Regions from separate parts of the Mus musculus genome. Here all the other regions are linked to region 4. The links are chromatin contacts, called in public Hi-C, HiChIP or PLAC-seq and promoter capture Hi-C maps. All regions are on one chromosome and are shown on one strand. The core of a region is the stretch at or near the end of the contact, and the rest is flanking DNA. Distances in the headings are between cores, read along the strand shown.

What was found. Promoter capture Hi-C pulls out the DNA fragments that hold promoters and counts their contacts. HiChIP or PLAC-seq counts read pairs in DNA pulled down with a chosen protein or histone mark. Hi-C and Micro-C count contacts between places; a contact is called where the count stands out from the background.
Region 1: a contact with region 4 is called in a promoter capture Hi-C map of the C10 cell line, with 4 times the contacts expected there. The contact joins the enhancer-like site here to the promoter of Fggy in region 4. A contact is called at or near these places in 10 of 39 promoter capture datasets (the 3T3-L1 cell line, 3T3-L1-derived adipocytes, the C10 cell line and 5 more), 3 of 484 Hi-C or Micro-C datasets (bone marrow-derived macrophages and muscle stem cells), 1 of 115 datasets of contacts at active chromatin or transcription factors (astrocytes) and 2 of 9 other capture datasets (embryonic stem cells and macrophages).
Region 2: a contact with region 4 is called in a Hi-C map of B cells, with 10 read pairs. The contact joins the promoter of Hook1 here to the promoter of Fggy in region 4. A contact is called at or near these places in 2 of 484 Hi-C or Micro-C datasets (B cells and Sertoli cells) and 1 of 115 datasets of contacts at active chromatin or transcription factors (embryonic stem cells).
Region 3: a Hi-C map of bone marrow-derived macrophages shows a contact between it and region 4, with 20 read pairs. The contact joins the enhancer-like site here to the promoter of Fggy in region 4. A contact is called at or near these places in 13 of 39 promoter capture datasets (the 3T3-L1 cell line, the C10 cell line, cranial neural crest and 9 more), 1 of 484 Hi-C or Micro-C datasets (bone marrow-derived macrophages), 2 of 115 datasets of contacts at active chromatin or transcription factors (both in bone marrow-derived macrophages) and 3 of 9 other capture datasets (adipose tissue, macrophages and pancreatic islet).
Region 5: a CTCF HiChIP or PLAC-seq map of CD8 T cells shows a contact between it and region 4, with 7 read pairs. The contact joins the enhancer-like site here to the promoter of Fggy in region 4. A contact is called at or near these places in 4 of 39 promoter capture datasets (the 3T3-L1 cell line, the C10 cell line, cranial neural crest and 1 more), 2 of 15 datasets of contacts at CTCF or cohesin (CD8 T cells and the NIH/3T3 cell line), 1 of 484 Hi-C or Micro-C datasets (the HPC-7 cell line) and 1 of 115 datasets of contacts at active chromatin or transcription factors (the 230-238 cell line).
Region 6: a contact with region 4 is called in a promoter capture Hi-C map of second pharyngeal arch cranial neural crest. The contact joins the enhancer-like site here to the promoter of Fggy in region 4. A contact is called at or near these places in 9 of 39 promoter capture datasets (the C10 cell line, cranial neural crest, frontonasal cranial neural crest and 6 more), 1 of 484 Hi-C or Micro-C datasets (bone marrow-derived macrophages), 1 of 115 datasets of contacts at active chromatin or transcription factors (bone marrow-derived macrophages) and 1 of 9 other capture datasets (macrophages).

Annotation. Positions count from the first base shown.
Region 1 is chr4:95,923,655-95,926,763 of GRCm38.p6, forward strand. Fggy (FGGY carbohydrate kinase domain containing) reads left to right here. Exons shown (of 16, transcript NM_001113412.1): 16 at 3,069-3,109. Among named protein-coding and RNA genes, the nearest start is that of Hook1, 42 kb to the right of the region's middle. Within about 2 kb of position 1,332, at least 21 of the 459 cell types and tissues checked have an H3K27ac peak or open chromatin away from gene starts, as enhancers often do.
Region 2 is chr4:95,965,897-95,969,257 of GRCm38.p6, forward strand. Hook1 (hook microtubule tethering protein 1) reads left to right here and starts at 1,483. Exons shown (of 22, transcript NM_030014.2): 1 at 1,483-1,660. The coding sequence starts at 1,598. It overlaps 9530080O11Rik (RIKEN cDNA 9530080O11 gene), which reads right to left and starts at 1,759. Exons shown (of 2, transcript NR_045776.1): 1 at 1,228-1,759.
Region 3 is chr4:95,186,537-95,189,968 of GRCm38.p6, forward strand. No RefSeq gene overlaps it. Among named protein-coding and RNA genes, the nearest start is that of Gm12708, 5.1 kb to the right of the region's middle. Within about 2 kb of position 1,740, at least 31 of the 459 cell types and tissues checked have an H3K27ac peak or open chromatin away from gene starts, as enhancers often do. A contact at or near this core is called in bone marrow-derived macrophages, where this site is marked.
Region 4 is chr4:95,556,082-95,559,287 of GRCm38.p6, forward strand. Fggy (FGGY carbohydrate kinase domain containing) reads left to right here and starts at 1,426. Exons shown (of 16, transcript NM_001113412.1): 1 at 1,426-1,510. Gm40206 (a long non-coding RNA gene) reads right to left here and starts at 1,285. Exons shown (of 2, transcript XR_867942.1): 1 at 738-1,285.
Region 5 is chr4:95,230,999-95,234,258 of GRCm38.p6, forward strand. No RefSeq gene overlaps it. Among named protein-coding and RNA genes, the nearest start is that of Gm32240, 25 kb to the left of the region's middle. Within about 2 kb of position 1,638, at least 18 of the 459 cell types and tissues checked have an H3K27ac peak or open chromatin away from gene starts, as enhancers often do. A contact at or near this core is called in CD8 T cells, where this site is marked.
Region 6 is chr4:95,899,385-95,902,736 of GRCm38.p6, forward strand. All of the region lies in intron 14 of Fggy (FGGY carbohydrate kinase domain containing), which reads left to right. Among named protein-coding and RNA genes, the nearest start is that of Hook1, 66 kb to the right of the region's middle. Within about 2 kb of position 1,512, at least 27 of the 459 cell types and tissues checked have an H3K27ac peak or open chromatin away from gene starts, as enhancers often do. A contact at or near this core is called in second pharyngeal arch cranial neural crest, where this site is marked.

The sequences.
Region 1 (3,109 bases), core at 82-2,581, 370 kb after region 4:
TTTATACAGAGAGATGATTTTAAGTTAACATGAATAAATTCTTCCATAGAAATGCCAGCAGGCAACAACATAACCGGAAGAAGGAATAACTGGGACCATGCATGGAGAAAGGAAAATTTTAGAGGAAGACCATGTCTCCGCTGACTTTAAATGTTTAAAAGTCATTTCCAAACAGGCCAAAGTAGAGAAGAACATTCTTGGTAGAGGAAATAATCTATGCAAAGGGTCAGCTTTTATACTGAGATCACTACAATCAGAACACAAGGTGAGATGAGGAAGTGAGGCAGGCAGAAGTCAGCCCATGAAGCCCCTGGAGCCATGCCAAAGACCCCTGGGGTCAGAGTTTTAAGCAGTGATGAGACCTGATCAAATGGACAGTTTGAAAGTTTAGTCATACAGAATTGGTTCGTGAGAGCTAAGGCTAGAAGTCAGGAGGCTCTATCGAAGGCTTTTGGAGCAGCCCACATTAGCAATCAGGGTCACTATGAAATCACTGAAGATGAAGGAGCAAGTCCCGGAGGAAAGCACTTGGTGTTAAAACTTAAAGTCTTACCATGTCACTTTCCTTATATGTCTCAAAGGTCCATTATTTGAGAACTTGAAATGCTTACTAAAATGACAGTCTAGACTCATTTTATTGTCTCCAAATGGAATCAGGCTATTAAAGACCCTGCATGTGAAGCCCTCTCTGACTGCCTAGCTCAGAGGAGCAGCATGGGTATAGGAAACTCAACCCAGCAACAGAGATGCCCCTCCCAGTGAATGGAGAAGCTGTGGAGGGTGTCCACTAGAGGGTGCCTGAACTATGCCGTTTGTTTGAAAGGAGAAGCAGTTTATTCCCCTTCATCTCTTTTGTGACCTTCTCAAGACTTTTCAGGGAAGTGTTTTTAAGTTCATTCTCAGAAAAAAAAAAAATCCATGTGCTTTCTCCCCCACCCCCCTGCCAGGGGTAATTATTATTTTTTAATTTAAATTATAGATTTTTATTAGATATTTTCTCCATTTACATTTCAAATGCTATTCCTAAAGTCCCCTATACCCTCCCCTGCCCTGCTCCCCTACTCACCCACTCCCACTTCTTGGCCCTGGAGTTCCCCTATACTGAGGCACATAAAGTTTGCAAGACCAAGGGGCCTCTCTTCCCAATGATGGCCGACTAGGCCATCTTCTGCTACATATGCCGCTAGAGACACGAGCTCCGGGGTACTGGTTAGTTCATATTGTTGTCCCACTTATAGGGTTGCAGATCCCTTCAGCTCATGCTTTCTTTGAAGACTGTGGTGTCTTGATGGCAGCTGGCAGGGTTTCCATGAAGCAAATGCACAGTGCTGTGCCGCCATCTGCAGGCAGCACAAAGATTGCAACTAGAAAGCCAGACCCCATTTCCTCTTCCTGTCTCTTGGCTTCAAATCTCATTAACTTTATATTTTCTTGGTCCCGAGCCACAGACAATCAATTGTTTGAGAGGAGGGGAATTTAGGAGATAACTCAGCTGGCTGGCTGTATGTGAATTTAATGTCTAATAAAGTAACTGTAGTTCAGTAAGCAAATTGTTACAATGATTCCAATTATTCAACCTGGAAAGGGTGAATCGTGGGTTCCTGTTGAGTGAAAAAAGACATTTGCAAGAAGACAAATGGTATTCCAATGAATGGAGTTTCAGTAGAATTGTTACCTTAAAATCCTTGCTGTGTGAGAGAGGCTGCTGAGCAAAGCCCCCTTTAAGAGTTTTGCGATAACAAAGTTAGAAACCCATCTCACCCCACAGAAGAATTGCACCGCCTTGTATTGTCATAGAATATCATTAGAAGCAGAAAATATTTCTAAAAGCCATTCTCTGACTGAGAATTGAATTCTTTGGAGCGGGGTTTAGCAGCATCTCACAATCGTAGATTGAGTATAATAGTAGAATATGGATTATTTCAAAGCAATAACTCATACTTACATTATTTATTTGAATCAGTCATTGTTCTCATTCATTTCACATATTGCTTAATCCTCACAACATTTCTGCAGTATATCCTGTAACTATCTCGATTTGCAGGTGAGGAAATTTATGCATAGATGGGTTTTGTAGGCATGGGTTGTGTAATTCAAGTCCTGGCCTCAAATCCCCTTCTCAGCCATGGTTTGGCCCCATCACAGTTCCGACATCACTCTTCTAGAATGCTTAAGGTTGAAATATGGAACAAGCACAAATTTCTGTGCACTCCCAGATTTTCTCATACTCTTATTCCCCATCCCAATTCACAATGGTTAACATCCCTTATAAGGGTCATTGTCAGAACATTCCAGAGTCTACCAAATAATGTTGAATTGGATTCATCCACCCCATTAAAGAGAGTAAAGACAGAGTTTTAAAAGTTATGATGCTCCGTACTATTGCTATCCTTGTGGCATGGTGATGCCTAAGCAGACCCAGTCTTACAGCCAAGAGTGGTTCTAACAGGTCTCACCTAAAGAGTCTGATGGAGAAGGCTGGTTAGCAGGGTCACTACCAGACACTGAGGGTAGAGCCAGGTGCAGGGAGATGTTGGTCTCGTTTCTACAGAGTTTACCCTAGATAAACCGTTGGATAAGCCAAACACCTGGATAAGGCTGTCTGCCAAAGTCACTGATATGTGGAAATCACAAAGGGGATTAAAGTGCTCATTCTTAAATCTGGCCAAGGTGCTGTTTTCACCTGTGGCTAGTCACGCCAGACAGATGTATTTAAGCTTGGGATCAGAAGGGGTCTGTGCTAAGCCTGAGCCATTCAGTACATGCAGGGGAGGCTCAGAAGCCACTGCTTTCTAAGCACGAATCCCACCTCAGCTACACTTCAGGCTATTCCACTTTGGATGCACCTTGCTGATAAAACACCTACATGTCAAGCATGCATCTTGCAGAACTGCATGTCATTTATACACAATAGATATGAAGCATAATAACCCCTTTGCTTCATACACTAAAAACTTAGATTTCCGTCTGAACATAACAGATACATTCCCATCCTTCTAAATTAGGGGGAAGGCACACAACAGCTTTGTTTTGCCAGTGTTTAATGTGTTCCTTTTTGTACCCCCCAGATATTATGACAAGAAATATCAAGTGTTTCTGAGAATGGTTG
Region 2 (3,361 bases), core at 233-2,732, 410 kb after region 4:
TTGAATTTTTGCTTTAGATTTATATTCATTTCACACTTGTCAGAATTAGTCTTTTTTTTTTTTTTTTTGCTGTTTTTCAGTAATGTGATTTTCTAACTTTTCAAATTGGAAAGAATTGAAATTTTAGTAGGTCACTTATCTGTGGGTCTCAGTGATAAACGTGCTTTAAAGAGTGTGTGGTTATAGTAATTCACATTGCAAAGTTTACAATTCCCAACTTACATTATTTTCATAATATGTGCTTATATTTTAGCCAGAGATATCTTTAGAAATGTAGAGGCTGTGGTCTCTACCCGTAACATTGAGAGCAACGCGGGTGGTGGTGGGGGGGGGGGAGGGCGGGGGTTGGGAGAGAGTCACAATACCGACTCTTCAATTCTTTAGGCCTATAGTTTTCATGAAGTTTCATTAGTATTTATTGTGTCTAGAATACACTTTAGCAAAATTGTGAGGTTGCGTCGAAAATGCCCTCACTGTATTTTTAAAATGAAACTGATTTATAACAGGGGGTTTATAATTTATTGTCCAACAGTTTTGCTCAACGTTTAAATATAAAAATCACAGAGAGTTAAGCGAACCAGCTGCCTCTTAATACAGAGTATGAATTGATGGATTAATGAATGAGTGAAGTGGTGAGAACCAAGAGTTAGAATAATATTGTAGCCCCTTCCAATAATGACACAATTTATCATGTTGGATTGCCACTTTCCAGATTTTATGGACCATGCCACCAACATCCTCAGTGGACACATCATTATTATTATTTTTTAACATAGAAACGAGCAGGTAGGGTACACAGATACAGCCTATGCTTTTTGAACACTATTTAATTTTGCTATCTAAAAACGGCCTTCCCCTTTGCCCCATTTAAAATGAAATCAGCCACAACCTGTGATTCTGTGAGGGCTTCTTTGACTTAGGCAGCATGGAGGTCTGTTTTTTCCTTAGGAAACACGTTTCTTGGTCACGTGGTTCCTCTTGCTTTGGGGGTTTCAATTCCTGAGCACTGTGGTGGGGAATGAGAAGAGGCTGGAGGCTGAGAGTGGGTCTGTACTAGTGCTAACCAGGAGAAATGGAAGGTTGGCCTCTGAGCCCTCCACTACCTTTGGCCACTCTAGCTCGCGCAGGCGCGCTCTCCTTCCTACCCCCAGCCCCGCCCTCATTGCACCTGCCAGGTCATAAACCTCCGCCCACCCACACCCGCTTCGCCTGGCGGTCCGGGCTTACCCCTCCTTGATTGGCCAAGAGTCTCTGGAGCGCGTCCAATCAGCAGCCCTCCTGTGCGACCTATTCCCGCTCCTCCCGCCCTGCCGGCCTCGCTGGTGCCCAGCTTCTTTGTGACTGGTGCTCGCAGAGGTCACTCAGCGTGCGGTGTGCGATCGGCGGGCGGGGCCGGCTCAGGTGCCGGGACGCGGGACAGACGCGGTGGGCGAGGGGGCGGTCGCGCCGCGACGTCTGCGCCGTGAGGCTTCGCGCGTGAGTGGCGCGGGCGCCAGGCCTGGCCGCCGAGCTCCAGTGGCGGGCGCGGAGGTCGTTGACGCGGGCCCGGTCGGAGGCGCGTCCGTCGCTGTGAGCGCGGCGTCGAGGTTCTCGGACCATGGAGGACCCGCAGCCGCTGCCACAGTCCGAGCTGCCGCTGTGTGACAGCCTCATCATCTGGGTGAGTGTAGTTCCACGCTTGCCAGCGAGGCCACCTGCGGGGCGAGCGGAGCACGGAGCCTCCGGCTGCCACGTACACCTCCTCCGCAACCCTTCCGTCCCAGCCTCTGAGAGCTCCGCCTCGCACAGGTGACCAGGAGGCGCTGGCAGCCTCGGTTCCCAGATTGCTGTCCTTTTGGGCCCACACAGCACCCATGGCGGTGTAGACACAGCTGAGAGAGATGGCCAAATTACCTTTGATGTGGGAGCTCTTTTTCATTTTTTCCCCCTCTTCCTCCCCTTCCCATCTTAATACCTTTCTTTTTTTAAAGTAAAAAAGAATTGGCTTTTTTTGTTTACGCTTGATCCATGTGCAGGATTTTTTTAGCGCAGATTGCCTCAGTCCTCATTTTTTCCCAGTATTCCGGTGAGCCAAATGGTTTCTAACCTGTTGGAATTTCCTAGATATGACAGAACTGCCGTCCAGGTGTGATTTCTAGGCCTTTATTGTGCTAGGATAGTGTTTGATGCCCTACAGTTGGGTGTTGATAGCGCTGATGGCTCAACTCAGTTGTATAATTGTGAAGAGAGTCTGATTGGAATGTAAGTAGACTGGATCAGGAGGATTACATCCTCCAAGAGATTGACTGGCCATCTTCTAATACTAGCAAATCCAAAGGACAAATAGGGAAGATCTCTATGAGTGTTTGAAATTTGTAGTCACTTTTGCACTTTAGACTTTGATAACATGTTTTAAGTAGAATGTAGTTAGGATCTCAGGGTTAAAGCGTTTAGCTCACTGTAGACCTGCATGTTTATTTAAATTACTATTTAGGTTTAGATATTGTATTTAAGATTGTTAGGAAAGAAGGCAGTATTACTTTAATGATCCCATTTGTTTAAAAACAAATGTCTAATCATAGGGTGTATTCAGGTCTGCAATTTTGTGCTCTGATCATCTGACTGAGATGGTAAACTGGGTTCTTTATGATGTCACTGACTTCCCTATGAGGTCACATGGAGTTCAAGAGTTTCTTAAACTATACTGCAATATTTCCAAGTGCTATGACCATATCCTTTCTTAAAGCAGTATTTTGACTTCCTACTTTGTGCTGGCCTCACAGGAATTAGTTTAACTAGCAGAGTTGTGTATCATTACAATGAAAGGCAAAGTTCCCCAAGATCTAGAGAGAGAGAGAGAAAGAGAGAGAGAGAAACAGAGAGAGAGAGGGAGAGACACACAGAGAGAGAGAGAATGAACCAGATAAGGATTCATAGACAATAGAGGGTGAGAGGGTGGTTGGTTAGCTCTTGCTAATTGGCTCCTGCAGTGATCTCCCAGGCTGTTGTACACTGGAGAAAATTGAATGGCTGAAAATCAGTTATTGCTTCTAATCATGGCGGTAGATGCACTGTTCTCCCTGACACTGTCCAGCTTGGTGATGGGGAAGGACATGGTGGTTCTGATTCTTTTTAGGACGCTTCATTGATGCCCTGCTTGGCTCTTCTTGGAACCGAATTTTGACTTTCAGGCACAATACCACCTCCTCAGCTTTGGGTCTTCCTTTAAACTCTGTTCCTTCTAACTCTTTTAGAGCATTGTTCTGCCATTTATTTTCTTTTTGCTGTTGAATCTGTCTAACCCTGACCCCCAACTAAACAAGGGATCTCTGCATGTGCTCTTCTGATGGAGCTGTGTCCTCAACCTCCTTTTTACTTAAGT
Region 3 (3,432 bases), core at 490-2,989, 370 kb before region 4:
ACGTTGAATATACACGCACACAGACATACACAGACAGAGACACACACATATACACACAGGCACACACACAGTCTCACAACACAGAGAAACACACAGAAACACACATAGACACACACACAGACAGACACACATACAGTCACACATACAGTCACACAGACAGACAGACAGACAGACACACACACACATACACACACACACCAGCTATCCAGCAGGCATATGTAGAAAGTGCAGCTGTCCACCGGGTCCTGAATATATACTGTGTATGTCTGTTATGAGGCACGAGAGAGTGGACACAGCTTCTCAAAGTGTCGTCTTGGGAGCACAACAGATCAAGGAGCCCCAGGGAACTTCTGAGATTATTATTACTGAATAGAAATGGAAAGAAGTTCCAACTTGTGTTTCTGTCCCTCTTGGTAGCTGTCATGTGTAACTTTATGTACCTTTTCCATAATGACTGCTTTTCAAGCCGTCCACTGTGAAGGAAGGTAGGCCTACACACACATGCACACACACATTTCCTTGGGGTCTTTTATTGTATATATCTCTGTTTGAACATAAAAAAAAATCACTCTCTCCAAACTCTTCTGTTAAAATGTATACCCCAGGAAGCTGTAATTCACTTAAACACAGGATTGTTACACCTTCCCCCAGATCCCTGTTGTCCCAGGAAGACCAGCATCACTCCATCTGGTGCTCTTTGACCCCGGCTCTGGGGATTTTTACCTTTACAGAGATTCATCCACCCACACTCAGAGCCACACCTGGGTTATATCTTGGAAAGCTTCATTCCACCCATGATGTCTCAAATAACAAGGTCCCATTCCCTGACCCTTGGTCCTATCTTTCAAAGCTCACTGGATTGGCTCTTTGACCATCTCCTGCTTTCCAGGCTCCTGCATCCATCTTCCTTTCCCTCTTAGACTTTAAGATCTCCTAGGCTTCTTAATCTTGGAGATCACCGAAGCTTCCCCCCACAGCAGTGAAAGGTGAACGTACAGCATGAGCAAGCAAGGAGCTGTATGTAAATGAGCCATTTCTGTTCATTTGTCTTTGCATCATGACCTTTCTCTTCCTGACCTAGGCACCTACCTTCCAGGGACACACAAACATGAATGAGTCTGTGTAAATATGGTTGGCCGGGTACCTGGACCAGAGTAATTGCTACTGAAACACAAGTTCTTACTCTCATCGTGAAATGATCGTAGGGGCCACACATGTTACCTTGTAATGTGTCTGAATACTTCTCTGGTGAATCGAGATTCCAAATGCTGTCTTCACCCCATCTCAGTTTCCCCAAAATTTTTTTGTCTAAATTTATCTGCAGTTTTCCTGTCTGATTAATTTTTCTTCTGGATTCAGAACCAGTTGGGTTCTGTCTCTTGACCTCAGGAATTAGAGTGCAGAAGTTGGACCAGCAAAGATTAAACATTCACTCACTTATCCACTCACTCATGCATGCCTCCCTTCTAAATAGGAAGGGATCTAAAGAACAGTGAGTTGAAGATTGAGACCGGAAGAGTCAACTAGGTCAGACCTAGTTTTCTTTTCCAAATGAATGCACCTCATCTCTTGCTATTGCTCACCTATCTAAGTATATCCAGCAACAAAGATGTGAAAGTAGGAAGGCTGGGCTGCTGCTGCTGAATCAGGCCATTTTGTCACCATCCTTGGTTATAGGGAGGAGAGTACCAGAGATGAGTCACTGGTGGCTGTCTTCTGAGGAGATAATGAAGCAAAGCCAGAGTGACTTATATTGCAGCCACAGACAGACAGACCGATAATGGCATTTCTTTCCTCCAGACAGTCTCCTCAGCGGCTGCTGATGACTAAACCTCCCCACCCACCTCATGGGTGTGGCTTGTAGGTAGCTTAGCACCCAGGGTTGATGTACGTGACATTAGGGGAAAAGTCACAGGTACTTGCAGATATGAGTCTCAGGGAATTTTCCCCTGAACCCTTTACCTGTCAGTCAGGTACATATGTCTTTTACAGGCTCAATAGCCACCCATTCCATTTTTGAGAAATTGACTTGGAGACAAAACAGGCTCCTGTTGACAGGGCTGTGAAGAGAAAAAACAGATGGACCATTCTAGGATAGTCCAGTAATCCCAGCTGATGATCTGAGGAACTTTGTGGCCCATGTCAAAGTGGCTTGCCTATTAAGTACTGTAGGTGTAGGTACAATACCCACTTGCAACCAAAGAGAGAAATCGGGTTTGCATAGAGTACTGAGATATTTGCCTTTTCACTAATATAGTTGTAAGATATAAATTTATATATTTGCCTTCCTAAGGAAAAGGAGTCTACAAAAACAAAAGTGTTGAAGGCTGTGAAACCAGAACACAGCTCTGCCTGGTCATCTCCTGGGTCTGGTCTCCCTTCTATTGAACTTAGCTCCTGACAGCTTCGACACCATTTCATCCCCAGGTCCTTGGGAATTCTTCTGGAACCATCCTTTACTTACACAGCAAGCTGCCTGCCTGTGCAGTGTAGAGCACACAGAATTCCCAGGGCTACATTCAGCATCCTAACCTTCTACCGGTTTCCACTTTGAGCTGTTCTCCGCCCCATCACGACCAGCTCTCTCTGGTCAGAAACAATGCAGCCCACATGCATTGTTCCTGGGACAGGCTGAGTGAATCTTGTGTGCCGGTGGGTCTTTGTACACCCAGGGTCACTTTGCTTCAAAGGTACCATTCCCCTTCCTGCCCACAGGCCCTCATTTACAGTGTGGCTACTTAATTGGATAGATCCCTGTACAAACTAACACTCTGAGGTCCTTGTTCAAATATCATCAGGATGGCTGAGCAGAGCATCCTACCATGTGTGTAGCTTTCTGCGCTCAGAGCCCTCTGTATGACTGCGCACATCATGAGCCTCTCAGGCTAGAAGCCAGGGTCTGGACCCACCATTCCTTTTCCCACCTCACCTCAAATATCATCTGCCTTTCTCTCCCAAACAAATGGTGGCAAGGCATGACGTGTGGTGCATCTCAGAGCCAACTCATGCTGCCATTGGTATATCTTTATTTTGCAGATGGGCAAGTTGATGCAAGCTGTCATTTGAACTGAGTTTCCGAATACATGGCTTGAATTCCCACTGCCTGGGCTCTGAGCCAATCTGAACTGGTTCTTTTCTTTCATCTGTCCTCTTACCTCTGAAGATCCCAGGCCCCATCCTTTCTTACTGATCTCTGACTGTCCATCCCTCCAATACTTCCAGTTTCCAGTTCCCCAACAGGCCCAAAACTTCTATCCCAGAGTAGCTTTGGGATTCCCAGGAAAACGTTAAGTTGAAACACTCTTTCCCTTAATCACCTGGAAATTATTGGTCATTATCATTTTCACACTCAATTTCCTGAGAGTCCCACACTCAGTTACTCTGGTACCTGGATAGCCTTTATTCTCTGCTGATCCCTGGTCTCCCCTAACC
Region 4 (3,206 bases), core at 176-2,675:
TGCCTTTTATCCCAAGGTCCTTTTATTGTTTAAAATGGCTGCTGGAGGCCCAGCCACAACACTATTTTTGCTACTGGTCATATGCTATTTAAGAGGACTCAAATAAAAACTCAAATACAGCAAAGACGAGAAACAGCTATCCACAAAGGCCAACACACTAGTTTATGTTTAGCAACGAGGAGACCTTTCAGGTTCCCACCCAAGCCATAGACTGTGAGGCAACAGGCGCGTTGCATTTCTGGGATACATTAAGGAAGAGCTGAGCCAATGTAGCATGTGTATTAAGCATCCAAACTTTTGCAAAACATATACATGTCTGGTACTTAATTTGTTCTTCATAGTGCTCCGGAAAGAAAGACAACCAGGTCTTAATATTATAATTCCCGTTGTATGCTTGGTCCACATGACTAAGTAACAGATCTGAGACTGTGCAGACAATTTTTTGAATAGCTGGAAATGCAATCATAGTGTAGATCTTAACAGTTAGGTTCTTAACTGTCCGGATGCTGAGACCCTTTATAATAGTTCCTCAGGTTGTTGTGACCCAACCATAAAATTATATTTTTTGTTACTTCACATATCTACTTTTGCTATTGTTATGAATCATAATGTAAATATCTGATATAGGTCACCAAAGAAGGTTGAACACTGCTTGTGTAGAGGAAAATAAATCCAAACCAAGACCTCCAGGAGAGTGCAGGACTAATCCTGTGGCCTCAGCCTCACCGAGTTCTTACCTGGATGACGGAGAGAGATCGATCACTCGTTTACTCTCAGGTCATGTGGATACTAGTCTTAACATAATAAACACACTAGGTCTGACTAAGGAAGTCTCTGTTATCGAGAAGGGTTGGTTTTCGCAACCTTGGAATAGTCCCCAGGAAAAGAAAAAAGAAAAAAAAGAAAAAAAAAAAGCCAAACCGGTTTTGGACTCTCAGTATCTAGCGATGAGGGTACCGAGAGTCCATGTAGCTTACTGGTATGTCAACTTCTCAAAGGCAGGGGTCATCTATCTTTTAGATTTACGGTGTCGTCTCTACCTCAAAGCCTCGACCACAGCATAAAGTGTGAGAGTTCCTGAAAAGCACCAGGTATAAAGGGTTCAAGGAATTGAAGCCCATAGCAATCCTGGTGCTCAGCCGAGGGCGATTTAACAGGAAATATCCACCACATACTGTAGGTTGGCTAGGTTAGCTGGCGCTCAGAGGGGATTGCTTAGATTGAGCCGTCTCTGTTGCCTGGGCATCTTTAAAATCCAGGCAGCGAAAGGATTTTGAAATGCAAACCCAAGACTTACAGTACAGTGGGGAGGAGCAGGGCTCACAAGTACTGGCCATTCACGGTGCCCGTTTCAAAGGACCAATCAGGTTGCTCCTTACAAGGGTTGCTGGAGGGGCTGGACTGAAGCGGGCGGAGTCACAGCTTGTTTGGACCGCCCTGCTGGGTGCGGTGCGGCTGTGCATGGTGGCCTGCTGGCCTGCTAGCTAGAATGTGATTTCATATTGGACAAGTAAGTGACCCTCCCAGGGGTTCTTGCAGGCACGCAGGCTCTTAGCCAGCTCCCCCCAAAAGCTTCTCTAGCCTGCTAAATGTTTCCCTCCTTCACCTTTGGGTCTCACAGCCAGGCCACTGGTTGGCCTTTCAGTTTCTTGTGTATTCTGGGTGAGGTGTCTTGCCCAAGGGAGAGGCCTTTACTGCATCCCAATGACTGCCCTACAGATGTCTGGGGCCTAAGGCCCTATCTCTCTGAGTAGTGTACAGTTAATTAAATAAAGTGTTTTTTCTTTCTCCCAGAAAAGAGAATTTTGCAATGCACCCCCGCCCCGCACCCCAATTTGGGGACAATTCTCTAAACATTTTAAGTCGTTGATTTCAAGTTTGGCAATGTAAAAGCGTTTCAAGGCTGGTGCTGTTTAAGGCTATAGAAGCTGAGCATCTGGAGATAGTGTTTGGTGCGTACTTCAGTTTAAATGGGATAATGCCATCTGTCTTGTTACAGGGCTGCAGGCCAGGAAGGGTATAGGGGGATCTTTCCATGTTTATGAACTTCATGACCATTTCAGGATGGAGACACACACTGTGGGGGAACTCCTCTGTCACTGGTCCATTCACTGGAGCACTGCTTACATTTTAGCTCGAATTTCTTCTCCTAGTTAAAGGGCAAACTGTGGCCAAGTTTGACTCTTTTTTGATCAAGTGTGTGTGTGTCAATTCAAAAGGTCCCATTGGATTGTGCTTTTAGGGAGCAAATCCATAAGGAAGAATTAAAGTCTGAGTTTGTGGCTGGATTTGTAGATTTGTCTTTTGTTTCATTTTCTTGTCCTTTTTAAAGGGTTTCCCGTCTTTACTGTGAGCTATGTGAGTCCTGATGTTTCTCTTTTCTGTTGCTAGCTGGGGGTGCTGCTAGTCTGTCTTCTGGAGTCTCCTTCTAATGCAGCTGTCATGCTTGGTCTTGACTTAAAGGCTTCTGCCCTGGCTGTATGAATAAGAGCCCCAGAGGACTGCTCCTGACTGATGGGGTCTGGGGTGGAAAATAGGGGATGAGGAGGGCCTATGGATGATTTTTTTTGAGGGGGGGGGGTGGCTTAGGATTAGGAAGTCAAAGTTTGCAAGTAAGGAGGAGGGAATAACCCAGTTGGTGGAGCACTGTGTTTCTGGGAAGGGTGCCAGGTTCTTATCCAGGCTCTCATGAATTTTGCTGGGCTTTGTCTTCTGGAATTTAGTTCTTTTTCTATAACCTTTATCTAAAAACTACAGCCAATTATTAGCCTTTTTAAGGACGACGACGACAACAACAACAACAACAACAACAACAACACCAGGTTGGGGAAAGCCCCGTCTTTAAACTCCCAGCCAGAAGGGGAGTCTGACATAGTTCTTTGTCTGGATTGTGCCATAGAGATCATTTAACTCTTGAGATGATCGCAGGCAGAGAGGTGTTCTCAGCCAGGGTAGTTAGTAGCAGCCCCATGTAGTAGTGACTGACATACAATTAACTGTATATTTTAGATTCCATTTGCTGAGATTTTAAGCATTCCAGCATCATTGATGATAATGGGTTTTGATTTGTAATTTTCCTTTCTTGTATTTTCTGAGTTATATTTTCTGACTAATATTGGCCTTAAAGAATCAGTTAGGGAGTATTTTTACGCGTGTGCACGCATGCGCATGCACACACACACACACACACACACACACACACACAC
Region 5 (3,260 bases), core at 388-2,887, 320 kb before region 4:
TGCCTGTGAGTTGACAGTTTCCAGGTCCACCTATACATCTGCTTTGCACAGCTCAGTTGAACCCCTGGATGATGGATGGGAGCTGGTTTCGTTGGTCTTCCTCTTTAGGGAGCCAACCCTTTGACTAGGCACCAATTGGATGCTTAGTAAATACACTGGTTCTCCATGCCAGGACCCTTCTGTGTGTTAGCTCATATAACCAGAGAGGTAGGTTTTATCATCCCCTTGTGTGTGGCAGGGAACTTGAGACTCACAAAACATATATTGTTTGTTGGTTCTTTAAAAATAAATTTGTCTCCTGAGTATGAAATAGGCAGGGTATTTTTGTGACAACTTGATGCAAAAGTAACACATTTATTTGTGTTTCCAAATCAGATAAATGTCTCCTATTTGATGGGAAGTCTCATTTTAGTGATATAGGGTACAGTTGCCCCAGACTCTAGGGGCTCATGAGGAATGAAGTTTAGATAAAGGTTTGTCTTTGGTTTCAGAGATAAAATGTCTTAGATTAGAAGGTGTTATTAATAAAATCTTTAGAGATCCTCACCACACAAGTCACTTTTGGAGAGGACCTTAGTGAAATGTCCACACAGCCATATTAAATCAAGAAAAATATAGTAATATGACCCCAGTGAACATAGGATTCGTTACCTTGTACTCCCATGTGTGATCTTATTTAGTAAGCTGCATGTCAGTGGGCGTGGTGTGTGTGTCTGTGTGTCTGTGTGTGTAAGTATGTATGCATGTGTACAATTTATTTATTTATTTATTTATTTATTTATTTATTTATTTTTCTTTTTATATGCATGAGTGTTTGTCTGTACTAAGCCTGCGCACCAAGAGAGTTACACAGAGGTCAGAAAAGACATTGTATCCCCTGAAATTTTAGTGATAGACAGTTGTGATCTACCACACAGGTACCGAGAATTGAACCTGGGTCTTCTGGAAGAGCACCCGTGGTCTGAACTATTAAGCCATATCTCCAGCCCTGTGGGGTTTGTATTAGAGGAAGCTCTGCAAATTGCATATACTTTAGCCCCACACCACAACCCTGCATGTGTTCTCACTGGGCTTCATTCTAAAGTGACAATCTCTGTCTGTACAGGCCATGGTCATACTTTCTGGCAGCACAGCACTGACTTTTCCTAGGAAGTTTTCTTTTCTCATTCAGATATCTTTCCTTCTAAGACTGTGGTGTGCATAGAAGAAGGATGAGGATGCCCACCGCAGGAAACAGCTACCACCATTTTTTTTTTGTTTGTTTGTTTTTTGTTTGTTTTTGTTGTTTTTTAGTACTTTGCAGGATCTCTACTGCTGGGTTATTTATTTATTTATTTATTTATTCATTTATATTATATATATATAAGTACACTGTAGTGGTCTTAAGACACACCACAAGAGGGCATCAGATCTCATTACAGATGGTTGTGAGCCACCATGTGGTTTCTGGGAATTGAACTCAGGATCTCTGGAAGAGTCAGTGCTCTTAACCACTAAGCCATCTCTCAAGACCCCTCTGCTAGATCCCTTTTGACTTGAGTTCCATCCCTGACTCTCTCTCCCCACCCTAGAATCCTCAGTTCTTCTTTTAGGGAAGCAGAAAGGGGATGCGAAGGACTGCTTAGCTCTTCAGAAGGACATGGTTGGCCTCTCTTCTCTTGGGGACATGGAAATGGTACTCCCATCTCATCCCACAACGTAGACAACAAAACCAACCCACAAGCTCTACTTCCTGGCACCACAGCATAGGGTGCTTTGAAAGCACCATTCATTCTATGCTGAGCTGCTGCTGCTAGGATTGTGGTTACACCCCTAGCTTTAGTTGAAGACTGAGGAGCTTAAGAGTAGAAAGGGACTGGGTGTGGCTCTGCTCTTGGCCTGAGACCATCGCTGGAATTTTCTCCTACATGGAGTGCTAAGAGTGAAGGAAAGTTGACCAGTTCTTGAAGGGGCTGTTCTTGACTTAAGCATTTCTTCTCATAATAGAAGTGAATGGAAAAGCCATGATTGAGTGGGCTTCCAAAGTAGATGACCCTCTGTGTGCCACAAGCAGGACACAAGTCAAAGGCAGCAGGGGACCAACATGCATGGGGCTTGTGCTTGCTTTTATTCTCATACAGGAAACTCAAAATAAGAGTCCTTGATATTCCCCAGAGCAAGAGTACCCTGCTCCTTCCTGGAGCCAAGTAAACAGGACTTTTGGCCTGTTAAGTGGTGGACACTGCTGACACATGGGTCATGGCCTGGCTGGCATTAAGGGACAGGACAGCAGGAAGTAGCCTAGATTAGGACCCACCCTGGCCTCTGGACTTGAGTCTATGAGGAAACACCTGTGCCAGGACAACCTGTCTTGGACACTTGGAAACTCTATCTCAGCTCAAAAAACAGGCATAGCCTTTGCCCTGGTAATTTGGTCTCTAAGGGAACAGTGAGAAGAGATCATTGCTGATGTATCTAATGACCTGTGCTCAGCGATGGCCAATGTAGTGTTGATCATAAGAAAAAAATGAAGCAACAGAAATATCTAGCAATGGTATATATTAGGATACATATAGTACATCTATGCAACAGAAAAGTCTTCATCATTAACAATCGAGTGGTAAAGGATTATCTATGGGAATGGAATGCCTTAGATGTTGTGTCAAGTGGGAAAAAAACATACAATAGTAGGGATGATCTGCCCCAACTATATAACTATATATAATGATGACATTTATTGGACATTTACAATGTATCAAGCATGGCTCTAAGCATTTAAAACACAATAATACGTTTTACTCATGTTGTCAAGATTATGAAGAAGGTATTTTTATTATCTGTTTCCTTACAAGGAGGTTGACATATGTTCAGTCCTGTAAGATCTTGGTAATGAGTGGCAGAACCTGAGTGTGAACAAGGCTGTGTCGCCTGATGGCCACCTATAAAGCACTGGACTGGCCATCCTCCTTCTCACTGTATGAGCGTCCATGTGTGTGTGTGTAGATATTTCCCCCTTTCTCTGTCTTAGAGGATTCACACCCCAATGTTAGCTGGGTTTTAAGTACTCCCCTTCCAGGGCAAATTAAGGGAAATATTTCCCTAAGAGTGAACATTGCAGCCTATATGGATTGTGGACTACATCAGCATCTTGGTTGGAGAGACCTGATGCTCCTGAGCTCCTGAGCAGCCACAGGCAGCAGCACCCTAATTCTTTTAGCTCCAACTTGGTGCCAGTGCAGTTATGCCACATCCTGAGGCTTCTGTGGTGAACAGAGTAAGGG
Region 6 (3,352 bases), core at 262-2,761, 340 kb after region 4:
AATAGATACATGCTCTGCAACATCATCTGTTAGAGCCTGTGTGTCCTTGGAATCTCAGTGCAGGCATGATATCCATGAGGACCGTGGGCATGCAGAAACATACAGTAGGAAACCTCCAGGAATGCCACGCTCCTCATCTGGATTCTCAGAGCCCCATAACAGCCCCTTGGGCTAGGAGATTTCCATCTCTCCACCTGGTGTGGGTTGCTTTTCTAAGGAGGCAGAAAGGGTCTCAGGAGACAGCTATGGGATCACCTTTGCTGTGCTATTCTTCCTCATACTGATAAGCAGAGTGGACAAGAAGGCTGGTTATAGGAACAGTTCTTATCTTGCCCCTGTCACTTACCTGACAGAGTTCTTGGTAACTTAGCAGACTAATAATATGTTCTTTGTACATAAACTAAGTTGAATATTTCTTCCCAAGCTGCAAATAGCCTAACCAGTCTATCAAGTCAAATCCCAACTCATTGCTGAAAGAATCCATTGTTGTTTTGAGTTTTAATATCTGATGTGCAGGACAGTGTAAAGAACCTTTCAAGTAATTGGGTGATGTTTACACACACACACACACACACACACACACACACACACATATTACTTTCTGCACAAAGGTCCTGGACCCCAGAGCGTTTCTTTTCCGCTTATCAGACCACTGAGGTAAGGGTTAAGCCATTCTCCTCCTTTGGCTGACATCTGGGCCCCACTGGATGCTGCCCAGCTCTCCTCAGCTGAGAAGGATCTACAGCCAAAACTCAAGTCCCAGCCTTTGTAGCGGGCAATCTCCTGGCCATCTGTGAGCATGTCAGCTCTCTCCAGCAAGGGATCCTTCACATTATGGCATTTTCCCCAGTGACTCCACATTAGGGAGCATTTGTGGATGCTTGCTTTATGCACAGCAATATTAATATTCACTCCATCCTTACCAGGCAAACCTTGCTCCTACTTTAGAGAAGACAAAGCTTAGAAAAATTAAAAAGCCTGCCTAGGCTAGTAGAATAGGCAAGTCTCAAACCAGGTCTTCCCAGAGTTCTTGCCTCCACACTCAGCTCAGATCTGGAGGTATTGTAGGGAAGGAATTGAAATGGCTTTGTAAAAACAGGAAGTACAACTCAGCCTGTATTGTTCCAGTATCACAAAATGCACAGCATGAGATTCCCCTAGGACCTCTCCCCTTCACAAGCCTGTGTTCAGGAGCTGAAAGTGGGGAAAGCCTATCCCAGGACTTAAAACACTGATCTGTGAGTCCCAGAACAAAGAGATCAGGACAGCAGGCATGGGGAGGGTCGAACACATACCTAATTCTGAGCATTTACAACTGAGGAGGGGAGCCAGCTCTGGGGTTTCCTGCTTCTTTCCACAGATCTTTCAAAGTAGATTAACCCTCTCTGTAAGGAAAAAAACCTACCTCTTTGAGAACATTAATTTTGTTCTCATCTAGAAGCCATGCTGAGCTACACTAGAGGTAATGGCATGTAAAAAAAAAATGTTCCCAGAGACACTCCCAGCTGAACACACAAAGAATCTGGTCCCCAAGGAACAGTATAAGGATTGTCTGAAGGACTCGACATTGGTGAGATTACAGAAATCATAATATATGAATAAATGAACATATGGAAGAAATCAGGAAAGCCCTCCCATTCTTCCCATATGTAAACCTGGCCTTCAAGTAAAGTCCTTAAGTAAATGCAGATGTAGCCAAACCAGGGACCAGATGGCAAACAAGCACTGGACCAAGAGGTAAAGAAAGCTTTCCATGTTTATTCAAAGATGGGGGAAGTCATAATCCAGAATGCTGTGGTGTTCTCAGAAGGGTGACCTCAGGTCACATACACCCAACCAAGGCACAGTACAACCAAAACAACATTGACAGAGTTTATAACAATTGTGATTTGCTGTAGAAAAGCCACTACCATCTTACGTGACCAGAATCTGATGTCAAAAGTTGTACGTTTGGGACATGAAAGCAATGGTTGTACATTTGGGACATGAAAGCAATGTTTAGAGCAGAGGAGCAGGACTAGAGGGGCAGGAAAGCAGCAGCATTGGCCTTTGCTCGGCATTCACATGTGCCGGCAGCTTTGATGCTTGGTCTCCTTTAATTCTCTTACCTATGCACCAGGTATTGGGAAAATTCTGTAAAGGCATTTTAAATGGATCAAGAGATGTTAGGTCCCTAGATCCTACCTAAGCAGTGCCTTTGTCACTCTTCCGGTGTTACTTCAGCCCATGTCCTTCAACCTCAGTCTGTTTCCTCCTTGGATAGATACATGCTCTGCAACATCATCTCTTAGTGCCTGTGCGTCCTTGGAATCTCAGTGCACCTGGGGATGCTCACCTAGCTATCACTAGTACTTCCTGGGTTCTGCCCACATTCTCAGCTTCGTAGTTCATGTTCTTAGAATGAATACAATTTGACAAGGAAGACAGGTCCCTGAAGACTCTGGTTAGGGTCTGCCATATCCTCTCTACCCTTCCTGCCCAAACCAGAAGAACTAGGGGGACAATTTTAGCTACCCAGGTACTGCCTTGAGATTAAAGCAAACATACTGTGAGGTACGGAGTAGAACATGACTCTGTTTTCACCTTCTTCACAGCCTGCTGAGTCCTGGCTTCTCAGTGTTCAGGAGTTTACACATTGAACGAAGGAAGTTCTGGTAGTGCTTCACCTTCAGGTACATGCTTAAATGAGCATTAAGGTACCCTTCCCTTGCCATTCCACTAAATCACTGTATGTGGAGCAGTAGGTAGAAAGTGCTGTCAAGCTTGTCAGGCCTGCTTCCTGACGTTATGACTAAGCCTGCTGCCTCAAGAAAACCATGGCATTCTTTGGGTCTTGGCGTGCTTGACTCTAAAGGGCTGAAGGATTTCCTGAGAATCATTTTGGTTTCATCTCTTCCCACTCATCTGTCCTCTTTCATGTGTGCATTCATTCTGAATGTCATCTGTTTCCCCATCACTCTTAACCCTGGACCAGGATGAGAGACTGCACATGAAGCATAAGGCAGACTTCTGTAACTACATGTCAATCACCAGCACGCAGGGCGGGCACCCTTATTCTTGTTGTCTACTTGGGGTTGGCCATTAGGAGACACAAGCAGAAAGCTAGAGTTGTTGTTGTTGTTATTATTATTATTATTATTATTATTATTATTATTATTATTCCAGCATCCTCTGCAGGGTTACTATAAGTTGGCTGCATCCATTTACTGCCTCACCTACTACAGAGGTAGTCTCATGCAGACAAGTATCTCTGTGTGGTGGGAACCTGTTTTCTCTCCCTTCACTTCTTCAAACTAAGAGGTACAAACGGTTCCCTACTGTTCCTGGTCTACAAATTCTTATTTCCTTTCAT